4 separate regions of the Mus musculus genome follow, and regions 2, 3 and 4 are each linked to region 1. A link is a contact called in public HiChIP or PLAC-seq and promoter capture Hi-C data. All regions are on one chromosome and are shown on one strand. The core of a region is the stretch at or near the end of the contact, and the rest is flanking DNA. Distances in the headings are between cores, read along the strand shown.

Region 1 (3,534 bases), core at 480-2,979:
GTTTCTCTGTGTAGCCCAGGTTGTCTTGGAACACACTCTGTAAACCAGGCTGGCCTCAAACTTAGATCTGCCTGCCTTGCCTCTGAAATGCTAGGATTAAAGGTGTGTGCCACCACACTCAGTGCAAGATCCACTTCTTATCCTGACCTTTCTGGTAAGACACACCTGTAATTCAGATCTTTTGATGTGGGAAGACTATCTGGGTCTTGAGGCAGGAAAACACACCTTTAATCCAGATCCTGAGTACTAAAACCACTTTTAATCTGTGCTATACTTTCCAAGTCCTAGATAAGGGCTTGGAATAAGAAAGCCTTTGCTTTTTGCCTGCTTGCTCTCACCTTGCTAGCAAGTGCATTCCTTCACTGGCATTAGAGCCTACTTTTTAGGGATTCTAGCATCTACTGAAGACCAGCCTCTACATCCAGCCTCGTGGACTGAGGAACTTCTGGGTTCATAGTCAGTCATTGTCGCATTACCTGGTCCACAGTCTGTAAGTCATTCTAATAAATCTTTCCACATATCTCATATATATTTGATTTTGAATTGAATTTTTGTTATGTATCAGAAACCTTTTATTATTGCCACTTTTACTACTATGCCCACATTCAATTCTATCACCCCATATGAGGAAATATGATCCATAGTATAAAAGGCTGGTATCTAAAATCGTTTTTCTTGGGAGGCAAAGACAGGGATCTCCAGCCTGGTCTGCAGAGCAAGTTGTAGGACAGCCAGACAGGAACAGAAAAAGAAAAAAGGAAAAAGGAAAGAAAAGAAATGAAAAGAAAATCCCCTCTAGGTTAAATTGTTATTTTTCTTTCACAAGCAGATAAAAATTTAGAATGCAGAACCTGGTCTGGTAGCTCATGCCTGTAATTCCAGCACTTGGAAATCTGAGGCAGGATCAGAGCTGTGAATTCCAAGACCACTCTCAGCCTGACTGGTACTGTCTCAAAACACAAAACAAATTAAGAATGCTCACTTAAAGTTCAAGCATGCTTGGTAGCATTTTTTTTTTTTTGTTTGGTTTGGTGTTTGAGACAGACTCTAACAAAGCCAGTCTGTGCTGAAACGCGTAACTGCCCTACTTCAGCGTCCCAAATACTGGGATGAAATGTGTGGGTAAGCACTCCCAACTATCGTCAGGGATTTTTGTTTGACAGTCTTAACCCCGAGGCACCTGACTCTGGTCTCACTTGCACAGAAATCAAGTAGGTACTCAGTAATCGTTCTATATGAATGATATTTTTGTAATGTCATCAAGTTCTGTTTTCACTTAACACTTACTTAACAGATTCTTCCAATGTATTACTTATTGCTCAAGAAAATTTAGCCAGTTATTGAGTATCAACGAAACTTCTTTGTTTCTTATTTCTATAACGTTGGCATTCTACCGTTTTTTCACATTGCTTTTGGAATTAGGATTTTCATGCAAAAGTAAAAGTTTTGCGCCTTGTTTGACCTAATAGGTTGCTCAATAAATTTACTTCTCTAGTCAATAAATCCCGTCCAGTGTTTTAGCATATTTAGCGAAGCTAAAAGGCGCCTTGGAGGAGAATGGATGGGGGCAGGGCAAACGGTTAAAATCCGGCACCGGCCAGAACTTTAAGAGACACAGGAAAGAGGCGGAGTGACTAGTGAATGACAAAGGGAACAGCCAATGAAGAATCTGGGAACCACTCCCTCCCCTCCCTTCGTGCTTCAAATTCTAAGCTTAATTTCCATCCGGGTTCTTCAGCCTCGTTCCCGGGTAGTATAAAGATTGCAGTCTCCTTTGTTCGCCCTCGTTGCGCAGTCGTCCTAGCGTCATTTCTGTTCCGTTCTGAAAATCGGTAGCTGTCACTGGTGCGGCGCTGCTCGGGAGGTCCGGTCGGCGAGCTCAGAGGAGCTTGAGACCGTCGCAGTCCCCTCGGGTAGGACTTTCCTTTCCTTGGCCTGTTTTCCATACAGACTTGTTAGAGCTGGATGTCATTTGTTTCCCGGGAGATAGTGGCGGCGGGCGCCATTTTAAGACACCCAAAGGTGTCAACCTATTTAAAGCAGAAGGGGTGGAAGCAGCACATTATGGGGTCAGTTATCTGAGTGCGTCTCCCGGAGGTTTGGCTGTCCCCTGTCGCGGGAGGGCGGAGGGCGCAGCTTTGTAGGTGGGGCGGGACGTGCTGGGACCGCGGGAGTAACACCAGAATAGCGTCCGTGCTAATGATAGGCTGGTGGACTTCTGAGGCTTCCTCTGGTCCTTGGCGGCAAGGAGAGGAAGCTTTCTGAGTTTTCGCTGCAACTGTCAATGCAAAAGTTAGTTCGTCCGGAGGCTGTTGGTGGTTCTGGGTTCGTTCCAAGTGTCGCCATTTTGTCTTTAACACGCGGTTTTTAATGAGTCTTAATTAGGTGTCAGGACTGGAAAAGAGTGTTAAGAGTGTGTGATTCTGAGTTCCGTTATCTTCGGACTCTGGCACTTTTTCTTTTCGATCGGATAACTAACAATCTTTCGTTGGGCTAGATGCAGCGACTTTGTCCTAAGGTAGAGATTTGTCCCTAAACTTAACTAGGGAATCTAAATGTGGAAAGGGCTTGCTCCTTACTTGGTGTGTCTGGCTGGTGACCTTGAATGAATAGGAAGTCTTTTATACCTTTGGCTTCGGGTTGGGGGCGGTGGGGCGGATAGCAAGTAGGTTGATAGGTAACGGAATGTTTTAAAGATAAGAGATCAAGACCATAGCCAGGTGTGGTGGCCCCCTTCTGTTAATTCCTGCACTCTAAGGTTGCAATCTTATATTAAAAGTAAAATACATTTAAAAGTAGCCTTTTTAAGTGTTGAGTAGCTCTTCATTGACTAAAAGCAGGGCAGATGAAGATGGTAAATTAGGCAGGCCCTTTTAACCCTGTTAATGAAAATTGCGCTGCACTGTTAGCCAAAGTATTTCAATTGATTTTCTACCACACTTGAGGTTTATTGGTATCTTTAGTTACTAAAGAATAAAGATTTTAACAAAACATGAGCCATAATTAAGCTGTTCAATAAACTTTGGGGACTTTCTACAGAGAGATAATAATACCATTTTTCAGCAGACCCCCATCGGTTAAGAGGAAAAATGGTTGAAGCAGATCGCCCAGGAAAGCTCTTTATTGGTGGGCTTAATACAGAGACGAATGAGAAAGCCCTTGAGGCAGTGTTTGGCAAATATGGACGAATAGTGGAAGGTGAGTTATCTAAAATCGTATGATATATTAATAAAATTAAAAGACAAGCTGTGATGAATTTGAATCCACTGATCTTCCGACATGATAAATGCATTGTCCTCTAAGAAGTTCTGAGCTTGCTTCTCGCAGATGTGCGCTGATTATCTTTGTTTGAATGAAACTAAACCCCACCCCCCCAACTGTTTCAGTTCTTTTGATGAAGGACCGAGAAACGAATAAGTCAAGAGGATTCGCTTTTGTCACTTTTGAAAGCCCAGCAGATGCAAAGGATGCTGCCAGAGACATGAATGGAAAGGTATGATTGTCTGCTTAATAAAAAGGTGTTTCTTAGTGACA
Region 2 (3,534 bases), core at 324-2,823, 660 kb after region 1:
TATTCTCTAAACTCGCAATACATTTGATAACATGGAGAATTACAAGCAATTACAAAATGATAGCTCCAATTAGGAAAACTGGATCTAGTCCAAATTCAAATCAAAAGAGGCTCAGATAGTCCCGATGGCATCATTTAAATGAAGAGAACAGAGGACTTCCAGCAAAGACATGTGTTCCACTCTTGCTGCATTTCTACGACAGAACTCTTGCCCTTCAGGAAATCCCAAAACCAAATCTGAAATCACATTCATACACTTTCTTGTCTCCTGTTCCCAATGTGCTACCCTAGTTGTGTGTGTGTGTGTGTTTGTGTGTGTGTGTGTATGGCGGGGGGGGGGGGGGAGGTGTCGTTGTAATCAGAATGAACCCAAGAAACTTGAAAGGCCCAAATGCAGAAAATACACAGCACATTCACTGTTTCCCTTGGCCTTTCTCATTCAAACCTCTACCAGTTGTGGAAGACTAAGCAATGGGAACTTGAGAAGCAGAAACCTCTTCCCAGGAGCCCAGAACTGCATCTAGTGGGAATTTTAAGCTTTCTGAAATTGAAAGGTCACACCCAGCAGTCTACCTAACCCACTTTGCCAAGGCTCAACCAAGGCTCAACCTAAGTGCTAGAACCTTCCACTTGCCTCCATGCTGAAGCTGAAATCCAGTCCCCTCTCCCACCCCCATCCCCCATATCACTGCCATTCCCCCTCAGAGAGCAGAACCACGACCAGCCTTCTCCCTCCATCACCATTCTCCTTGCACTCCAGTCCTCCCACTGCCTCCTCCCCAGCATCCCCAAAGGGAGCACAGCAGTTCCCTCAACATCTCCAAGAACCAAGGCAGGTTTCACCTTCCTCCCCTGCCCAACAGGCGCCATCCTTAATGTAAAAACCAATGAAGCCCCCCCCCCATCGTCATCATCATCCCCTGCTCTTCTCAACTGCTGTTAGCTATCCTTTAAAAAGAAAAAGAAAAAAAAAAAACCAAAAACAAAAACCAAAGGTGTTCCCACCTCGCCCAACCCCCACTGCCCGCCATCCTGGGTGAGAAAACCAAAAGCCCCCTCTTTTTACTCCCACCCTCCATCCTTGCAGAGGAAACACCCAAAGCCGCCCCCCTGCATCCCGGCCCCCAGGGGAGCGAAAGCCCTGGGGAGGAGGCTTAGGCACGCACCCTAAGGGACCTTGGAGCCCCAGGTTCCTCAGCCCCCAACGTGGGCGAGGCAGCGGAGGCCGGAGGCCGCAGGTACCCAAGCCCAGCAGGTCCGCGCAGCCCCGGAGTAGCGGCCACGGAGCACGAGCTGCGGCTCCCCGGGGACGCCGGAGGCGTGCGCACACACACACACACACACACGCACACGCACACACACACACACACACACACACACACACGCACACACACGCGCGCGCACACACACACACACACACACACACTCGCGGAGGGAAAGCGGGCTTACTGTCTGGGGATGCTCACCCGCGCAGCTGTCTAGGCGGCACCGGCGGCCGCTGCCAGCTCCGAGACCAAAGCGCAGCGGCGACAGCGGCAGCACAGGACTGAGCCCCCTCGGCCGGGCGGTGGATGTAGGGCGCGGGAGGGGCGCACGGGGAGGGGCGCAAGAGGGTGGGAGGGAGGGAGGAGGGAGCACGCGCGGGGGCGGGGGCGGGGGCGGGAGCGGGGGCGGGCGCAGCCCACTCGGGGCGGGGAGGGGTAGGGCGGAGCGCGCGTCCGCCTGGGCTCTGCCCGTGGTGCGAGGGGCTGCGGTGCGGGCAGATCGCGCTCGCGCGCGGGAGCCCAGTCGGGCAAGCGCGGGAAGGGGGCGCGGCTGCGTGGGCCCCGCCTCGGGAGAGGCCAAGCCGCTGGCTAGGCGCGCACAGTGCGCGCGAGAGGTGGCCGCGAGCCCGCGGTGGCGCGGCTTCCCGGAGCACCCCCTGCAAGCGTCCGAAGGGCACGCGGAGGGCGGGCCAGGGGCGCCCACCGCCCCCCTCCCTCGCGGGCTCAGGCCTTCGCTGGCTGCTGGGGAGTCACGAGTCACTGCAGGCAGCCACGGCCAGAGCCCGGGAGGTGGGAGCAACAAAGAGAGACAGCCAAGGTGGCCTCTAGCCTCTCCAGGGGCCTCGCTGACCTGCACAGCCCAGTACAGCCAGTGATTGCAGATCTCTTGGTTCCCACCACACTGAAAGACCCACCGACGACCTCTCCCCTTAATAACAAGCTGGACAGAACGAAAAGAGCCTTTATTCAGAGGGCTTTCCATCATTCCTAAAGCTCTCACAGCAGAGCTTCACATAGTGACTGACTCCGTCGTTCTTTCCCTAGTTCAGTTCAGTGAGCCCTCAGCATGTGCCCAGTACTGTGCCAAATGCTGTAGATACAGCACAGTTGTGCACACACTCGGCTTTATTGGTGGAAGAAGACAGATTATGAGCAAGTGAGAAAATAAACACAGTGGGATAAACTGCAGGATAAAAGGGTGTATAAATAATGCGAGAAAGAAGGTAGTATTTAATCTAAGCCTTGCATGGTATAAAAGCAGTGGGTGTAAAGAACCAAGGGATAACTTTCCAAACAGAAGGAGCAGAGGCAAGGAAGCCAGGAGAATCCCACCATGTCAGTGGAGGGAAGTAGAAGGACTTGGTTAGAAGAGGGTTGAAGGAATTGCAGGTGAACTAGAGAAACCTGCTTTTTTTTTTTTCCTTTTAAAGAGGACCCGAAAAGGACCAGAAGGAAGGAGTAGGGTCGAGGAAAACTTTGAAAGGTGAGAATAGTCAGTACTTAGAATGTCTAGTGAGTCAGGAGAGAGGTTCATTAAAGGAATCCAAAGTCTTGATTTAAAAACATGAAGGCCAGCTAGGAGAGGGGAGAATCAGCCCTTTATGTGGAAGCAGATGAGGCGGAGCAGCTGTGTATTTAAACCAAGCAAAAGGTCTAAACACTGCTGTTAGCTCGTCCCCCCGTCCCCCCCCCTCCAGCTTCAAAATTCAAGTGATGGCCTCTTTTACCCGACCCAATAGCTACTTGCAAAATTCCTTTCTCTATCTTGCTACCCAGAGCCTACGCCTCTTTTCTCTTTCTGAGCCCTTAGGCTCACTGAGGTCTGGTATTTCTGGATTTGCAAAAAAAGTCTCCCCACACATTTCTTAGGAAAGGAGACTGATCCGCCCCAGGCCATCATGGGAAGGCCTGGAACAATTAGCACCACTTCAAGCAGCTCCCCTGCATACCAGCCCTGGGCTCAACCAGAAAGAAACAGCCAAGAGCACTCAGTGCAAAAGCTCTGGGTGGCTCTGGACAGAGAGCCAGTTACTGGAGATTCTCAGATCAAAGCCTGGGCTCTGGCAGGCCTAACAAGGTCGGCTCCACCACCTGTTTCTGCTCTGCCAATTCAAGTCCCAAGTGATAGTAAAAAGTGGAGAAAGGAAGACAATTTATTCTATGGAGCCACATTGAGAAGAACAAATGAAGGTCTAGTGACTCCCAAATCCATGTAACATGAGGATTAGGATTGAATAGAGAGCCAGAAGTATGTGTAGCTGAGCAGTGTT
Region 3 (3,534 bases), core at 278-2,777, 650 kb before region 1:
ATGCTTCCTGCAAACTTAAGCTTTTCAAGCTGTACAGTTCAACCATTAGTTAGGAGAGAAACAAAAACCCCAGTGAGAAAAGCACTGCCTTTTGGAGTCACAAAGATAAGTTGCCCCATTTTCCAGAAATTCCATTCACATAATTCCTATTAAAAAAAAAAAGAAAGAAATGCCAACCAATTTATATATGAAGTGACCCCAAAGACAGCTCAGGAATCCCAAGGATTCTTAGCTTGATTTTAAAGTCAACTGAAGAGAATCCAAGCTCAAACCCCTAACTGACTAACCCATGGCGAACACTTTTCCAATTGAAAGAATTTTCCTTTTTTTTTTTTTTCCAAACTTGATATCAAGATTTAATCAGGAGGGGAAAAAAAGCTAACAAATTCAGGCAGAGTTCAGACAGAAAAGCAATTATCAAGCAAACTCAATTTATTTCATTTGTTCTCCCAAAGATGTCAGTAGATCATTCCACCTTGGTCATATAGGGTGGCCAAGCCTGGGAAGGAAACTTCACCCACAGGAAAGAGGGGGGAAAATTAACTTGGTGGCAATTTCAAAAAAGTTTTCAAACTGCTGAAGAGTCTCCAGCTCCTTTGACATGCAGAAATCACACATAAAAGCACAGAAAATACTATGGAGCATGCTAATTTTAATTGCCCAGAGGTTTTCAATGCAAAACACCACAACTTAAATGCATAGTCCAAATTCTTGCTCCAAAGCCTCTGTCTTTGTGCATTGAAAAGAAGGAAAGACAACCCCACCGATTGTTCTCTGCAGATAAAGGCACTGTTTTGCAGATTTCCCCCAGATCAGTGCCAGACTTGCTAATGACCTGCCCACCCACCTGGGGCCCTTCCCAAGGTGGCCATCAGGAACTGCCCCACATCTCCAGAAGCTGGAATGCTTGATAGTGGACAACCCCAAGCAGGTTGTTCTTTCGCTCAGACGCTGGTCTTTAGGAGCACCTAGAAGAGTTCGTGCACCTTATTTGCTTAGAGAAGAGGGAAGTCAACACAGTCCACCTTTTAAGATGTCATTTTCCTCACTGCGACCCGTATAAAGATGAATCCGTGGCATTTTTATTTTCCTGTGCAGGAAACAGGAGCTCGAGACCACAGAGTTTCACACTCTGGCATGAGGCAGTTAAGCCAAAAACTGAATTAAAGTTTTGAATATTTCGGGCCCCTTTAACCTAAGAGTACCAGCTGTGTACACACACAAAAGAGTTAAAGGTGCTGATTTTGTGTGTGTTTGGGGCGGGGGGTGCGTTCGTTAAATGAGTTGTGCAGAAAACAAGGCCCGGGGAAAGGATAGAATATAATCTCTCAAAGGTACAACTGGGTCGACAAGCCTCTGTTTCCCTCCAAACTGGATTGACCATTGTCCTGAGAAGAGAACACATTGTCCACTGTTGTTCGTTTTTTAAGGACTCGAAGGTGCTGTGGAATTCCAACAAGGGCACGGTTAACGCGAAATCGCACACACACACCACATGAGAAGGGTTTGTGTGTGCCCGGAGCTTCTTCTGTTGGGTTTTTGTTCTCCCAAATATTTTGAGAGCCCCCAAAACCCCGAAAGAGCACATCCATTTCCCACCAGATTGCCCAAAAAGAACTTCTTCGCTTCCGTTTTTTGTCTGTTTGTTTTTAAACTGCGTCCAACTGCCACGACCTACATTGTCCCGCGAGGCGCCAGCGCTGAGGAATAACCAGGGAAATCTCAAGGACAACACAGCACGGCAGCCCCGTAGTCTGCGTTGTGCAGCGCTCTGCGGGGGTTCGCATCCGGCCGCCATGTTCCCGACTCCAGAGCCGCCCCCAAACCAACCCTCCTTTCCACATCCCTCTCCTTTCCTGCCCCCCCCCCCCACCTTAGCCGAGGCCGCCCTCCCCGCTAGGCTGCTTTCAACCTCCCCCGCAACCCCCTGGCCGCAAAATCCTGCTCGACGGCTGCAAGGCTTTGCGCCTGCGCGCCGCGACCGCGGGCGTGGGGGTGGGGGGAGTCCTAAAGTCCCCGGCCTCGGCTTGAAAAGGCCGAAGCCACGGGGAGCAGGGGCGGGGTTGAAGCCCGGACCGGAGCCTCCTCTTTCCTCCCTGCGGGTCCCAGCTAAGGCCCCGGCCGAGCTCTCACACGTGCGCGCTAAAAACCCACTTCAAAGTGTGTTCGCAGTGCCGAGGAGGCCCCTTTTGGATCAGCCTCATACTCAGGGAATGCAGGAGCCTCGCCGCCTCCATTCCCGGCACTGCAGATGCTCTTTGGAGAGCCTAGCAAGAGGGCGTTTGCCGAGTGATGCGGATGTCGCAAGTGTTCTTCCTTCGCGGACCAGCGTCCTCACCTCCCCCCAACCCCCACCGCCAGTGGAAAAGGAATTGAACACAAAGTTTGCTGGCAGCGCTATGCTGTAGTCTTAGGAGATCGCTATTGTTTGGGCTCGAATTGACCCCAGGTCGGGATTAGGCCGAAGCTGATTTCTGCTTTACAGCCCCGCCGGCCTAATGAGGCCGAGAGGCGATGGGGCGCGAAGCGTCCTCGGAGCCCAAGGCGATCCGCTAGCTTATGGCCGCCAAGGGCCCTGTTGGTGGAGGTCAAAGGGTCAGCGGGCAGAAACCGCGAGAGAATTGACCCTAGGAAATGAGGTCCCCTCCTCCCTGCCCAAACCTCAAGCGGAGATTTAGAAGAATTTGGTGTGTGGACAGGGGCTCCCCAAGGACTTCTGAAATCCCTAGAGTGACTCTCCTCGCCTTCCCCCATGCTAGAGCCCAACTGGAGCCTTGGAGCTTCAGGGCCAGTGACAGAAAACAAGCTTAGATACTAGTTACAGTGGTACCCTCCATTCACATTGTGGCAGAGCCTTTCAAAAACTTACAAGGCACTGGACTTACAAGGACCGCTGGTTTGGGCAGATTTCTTAGGAAAGCGGGGTATGGAAGCCAGGGGTAAAATAGGCAACAAGAAGTCAAGCAGAAATTCGGAGCACACCATGTCTGGAACCTACTAGACAGTCTTACCCTAGATGCTGATCTTTGAGCCTTCCAAAGTTGATGGAGGCCAGAGCTCACCAGCCATGCTTGGAAACACCCCACCCCCACCCCCTTTCCCCTCATCTTGAGATATTATGCTAACCTACTCATTTTCAAGGAGTATATTACTAAGGACCAAGCTTGGACTTGGAGCTTTAGCATTTGTGACTTGGGGTGTGTGGTTACTGTCTTAGGTTGCTTCGTTTGCATTCAAGAATATAAATATGCATTCCCTATGCTAGATTATGGGCAAGAAAAAAAAAAATCAAAGGATTCAAAGAAACCAAGTTTTCTTTGTGAAAAAGAAATGCATAAACATAATTTCAAGACATTTGCTGTATACAAATCAGGAGGGAATCATGAGAAGCACATTTTTTAGTAGTTATTAGGTTATCATTGTTATTTGTCAGTTTCCTCTCATAGGACACTGAAGTGCTTTTCTGTAAAAATCTATGGTAGAATATTTTCAAGCCACTAATGAAATATTTCGTGTTATTTAATTAAGCAAGGG
Region 4 (3,534 bases), core at 578-3,077, 570 kb after region 1:
CTTAAATCCATGTCTTCAGCAATGTTTATAGCCTGTACTTGCTCTGTTTAGCCTCTTGTGATCTAAAGTAACCCTCTAATTGTTCAGTCCTTCATAATGCTGGCATTTTAAAGCAAGCCTATATTTGTCTAAATGTTCCTTCATTTCTAGATTTGGGCTTGACCTTTAAAAAAAAAAAAGAAACAACAGAGATGTTTATGTGTTTTGCCAGATTGTCTGGCTGTGATGTTTGTGCATGTGTGTGCTGTACTAATGCCCTAAGCATAGGTGTGCTATAGGAATAATCATGGCTACTCTCACAGAGCTAGTGCAAAATGTTGTACTGTACTTGCTGAGAAGCAGGACTTTGAGGCTCTAATTAATTTTGTCCGCCTCAATTACTGTCCTTACATTTGTGCCAGATCTAGAGAGGTAGCTTGTTTTGTGATAACTTTCATTTTGAACAGTTGTTGTAAACATTTAGTGACCATTTGTATTTTCTTTCCTTCGAAGAGGCCTGTTTATGCCTTTTGACCACATTTAAAGGTCATTTGATGTACTTTCACATGTTTGTGCACTGTAAGTTATAACATTTATTTTCTATTCTCAAAAGATTCATCTTTATTTTTAAGATTTATTTATTTATTTATTATATGTAAGTACACTGTAGCTGTCTTCAGACACCCCAGAAGAAAACATCAGATTTCGTTACAGATGATTATGAGCCACCACATGGTTGCTGGGATTTGAACTCAGGACCTTCGGAAGAGCAGTCAGTGCTCTTAACCACTGAGCTATCTCTCCAGCACCTCATCTTTATTTTTAAATTGTATGTATGGGGGCGGTGCGATTGAGTGCAAGTGGGCACTGGGTTACCCTGGAGTGCAGTTGTAAGCCATCTGACTTGGGTGCTGGGGATCAAACTCAGGTCCTCTTGGAGGGCTTGATTTACTCTTATCCAATGAGCCATCACTCCAGGTCCCGTTTCTCTTTCTTCACCTAATGAAATTTCCTCATCTAAGATGAAGTACATGCGTACCCTAATGAGAAGCTTGGGGACTATATTTCAATACTGTCACTTACTGTGGTGACTCTAGACAAAGGGTTTTAATTTTTACTTTCCTTGCCTGTAAGTTGGGACAGTAGTGGTACATACTTCCTAGGGTAGTAGGGGACTAATAAGTTTGTGTATTACTGTAAGTGGTAAGTGTCATGGTACAGGGAAAAGATGGGTAACCACTATCAGCTTCTTCGGTTTACAGTTCCAATATCACTTGAAGACTCAGAGAATTCATTCAAGTGCTTATCCTATAAAGAGGCTCCTGGGCCTTCCTCAACCATAACTGCCTGCCCATAACCATGTGTTAACATATACACGAAAAAAAGAGGTGACACATCATCTATTCACCCCTCACATCCTTTACCCCCAAACTGGGCTTTTCATGTAATACTTCAAAGGTAATAAACGCTCATAGTACAGGAAGATGCTTGGCAAATGGGTGTTAACTTATGGATGGGGAACTATGGAATGTTGCAGCATTCATCAAGTAGAGGCGATAAAAGGAAAAGAACGGTCAATGGCCAAGTGGGCAGCTGATTGGCTGGAGCCCAGAACGCATCACAATAGAACCGCCAATATAAGAAAGGCTTTCCTCAGACAAAGTTAATAGCTTTCCAGCCAGCTTAGCCACAAGCATGTGAGAGCTAATGCTACCTATATTGAAGGTTCATGGGAAGTGCGGGGACTACCCGAGCCCCGCCCTGCCCCGCCCCCCGGGGTCCCAGCCCCGGCAGAGGCCAAAGAAGAGGCGGCGCCTGCGCCTTGCCGCCCAAGAACCACCTCCAGTGGTTCTCAACTACTCTCTGAAGATGGCGGACCCCACTTTTGCTGCTACCAGTAGCAGCACATCTTTCCGGGGGCTACACGAACGCTTGGGTGAGTGAGATGGATCATAGTCCCAGGGGGACAGGGACACTCATAGGCAGTGGGGTTGATGTAGCCCCAGGATCCAGAGAAGTAGCGTGGCTCAGTAACTTTTCCGTGGAGAGTCCCCTCGGTCCCTCATGGTCTATGATCCCCCTCATCTCTCTCAACACCTTAGGGCTGGGGCAAGAGAGATCAGAGAACCAGGACATGAAGGGGAAACCATCGGGCAGTGCTGTCAACATTCCAAAGACCATTGCTGGGCGGGCGGGAGCTACCAAACCCTAACTCTAGCCCTGTCTGCGTCGGGGACCAGTGACACCGCAGCAACTGCGGGAAAGCTCAGGGATGGGTGGGCGCTGGCCCGTGCTGGGCACATCCACACTTCAGGGTGGCCCTGCCAGGATCGGAAAGTTTGGGTTTTCCCTGAATCCCAAGGTGTTGGCGTTTTCCAGGTTCAGATCCAGGCGCGCGGGGGGCGGGGGGAGAACTGACGCTTAGGGCTTAGAATGTTGGGAAAAGATTTCACTTTGCTACGGCACGTGACTTTATCCCTAGGCTGAGCTGAATGAGAATCCTCACCTAGCAATACTTTCTCAACAGGTCCTATAATCAAAACTTTTTCTGTCTGGGGAGACGAAAAGGTTGGTGGGGTGTATTAATCTTAACAATTTTGGCAGCACCTATTTAATTCAGGAAATTGTGCGAGAAGGACAAGACTACTTTCCCCAGATATGCCTGTGAATAAGATGATTTTGATTGCTATAAAAATCTTTAAGGAGTTTTACATTGTAATTAGATGTACATATATTCATTTAGTGGGTTTTCTATGCATTTTAATATGCTAATACTAAAGAACTATTCTTATCTTAACAAATCACATTTTATATTTTCTACACAACTGTTTTAAATTAAAACCATTCAGCCAGATGAGCTTTAAAAACTGTGTGACTTAACTTGTTGCTTTTCCCTCGTTTGTTTAAATTCACAAATGGTTTCTCAGTTTAGAGCACGTTACTCAAAGATTGGGACCTATAAATGCAAGGAAAGCTACTAAGACTGAGAGCCAGATTAACAGCGTTTTAGAGCAGGAGAAACTTTAAAGTTAGTCTAGCAGCCAGAATCCCAGACTCAGAAGTCTTGAGCCACTTCCACAGCTTGGAGGTGTGCGGTATTAGGCAGCCTGATATTTTGTTACTATTTCGAATGGTGCAGTCGGGCTGGGAAGGGTGCTCTCCCCTAACAATGGCTGCTGGACACAAAGATTTCAGCAGTTTCCCACCAGCCTTTCAGTAGCTATTTGTTCTCCTGGTATCAACTGTTTATCTAGTAGGGAAACATTTAAAAACTATGTATTCTTTGAGAACCGATTCAAAAGAATGCATGCTATTATACCATTCGGAAGTAATGTGTGCCACAAAAATACCAGTAGTAAAACAGGGAGTGAGACTAGGTCTTTAACTAGGTCATAGTTTATCTGAGCTGTTAGCTCCCTAAGACTTAAAAGCAAATTCTTTTTTCTTTTCTGCAATGGTAAGATCTCTATGGCAGCAATTGCAGGGGCACATTCAAGCTTACCCCTTAAAATGAATCCCAGATAGCCCTCCCCCCATGCAAACCAACATCCCAAA

The links. Promoter capture Hi-C pulls out the DNA fragments that hold promoters and counts their contacts. HiChIP or PLAC-seq counts read pairs in DNA pulled down with a chosen protein or histone mark.
Region 2: a contact with region 1 is called in an H3K27ac HiChIP or PLAC-seq map of embryonic stem cells, with 5 times the contacts expected there. The contact joins the promoter of Fhl1 here to the promoter of Rbmx in region 1. A contact is called at or near these places in 1 of 39 promoter capture datasets (neural stem cells) and 2 of 115 datasets of contacts at active chromatin or transcription factors (astrocytes and embryonic stem cells).
Region 3: a contact with region 1 is called in an H3K27ac HiChIP or PLAC-seq map of embryonic stem cells, with 3 times the contacts expected there. The contact joins the enhancer-like site here to the promoter of Rbmx in region 1. A contact is called at or near these places in 8 of 39 promoter capture datasets (cranial neural crest, embryonic stem cells, hippocampal neurons and 4 more), 4 of 484 Hi-C or Micro-C datasets (cerebellum and embryonic stem cells) and 10 of 115 datasets of contacts at active chromatin or transcription factors (astrocytes, embryonic forebrain, embryonic hindbrain and 5 more).
Region 4: a promoter capture Hi-C map of hippocampal neurons shows a contact between it and region 1, with 3 times the contacts expected there. The contact joins the promoter of Map7d3 here to the promoter of Rbmx in region 1. A contact is called at or near these places in 2 of 39 promoter capture datasets (the 3T3-L1 cell line and hippocampal neurons).

Annotation. Positions count from the first base shown.
Region 1 is chrX:57,391,231-57,394,764 of GRCm38.p6, reverse strand. It overlaps Rbmx (RNA binding motif protein, X chromosome), which reads left to right and starts at 1,729. Exons shown (of 9, transcript NM_011252.4): 1 at 1,729-1,913; 2 at 3,067-3,198; 3 at 3,387-3,493. The coding sequence starts at 3,090. It overlaps Snord61 (small nucleolar RNA, C/D box 61), which reads left to right and starts at 3,256; the gene lies at 3,256-3,317.
Region 2 is chrX:56,729,800-56,733,333 of GRCm38.p6, reverse strand. It overlaps Fhl1 (four and a half LIM domains 1), which reads right to left and starts at 1,573. Exons shown (of 7, transcript NM_010211.3): 1 at 1,466-1,573.
Region 3 is chrX:58,037,179-58,040,712 of GRCm38.p6, reverse strand. No RefSeq gene overlaps it. Among named protein-coding and RNA genes, the nearest start is that of Zic3, 8.3 kb to the right of the region's middle. Within about 2 kb of position 1,527, at least 75 of the 459 cell types and tissues checked have an H3K27ac peak or open chromatin away from gene starts, as enhancers often do. A contact at or near this core is called in cerebellum, embryonic forebrain, embryonic stem cells and 2 more, where this site is marked.
Region 4 is chrX:56,820,618-56,824,151 of GRCm38.p6, reverse strand. It overlaps Map7d3 (MAP7 domain containing 3), which reads left to right and starts at 1,827. Exons shown (of 16, transcript NM_177293.3): 1 at 1,827-1,915. The coding sequence starts at 1,849.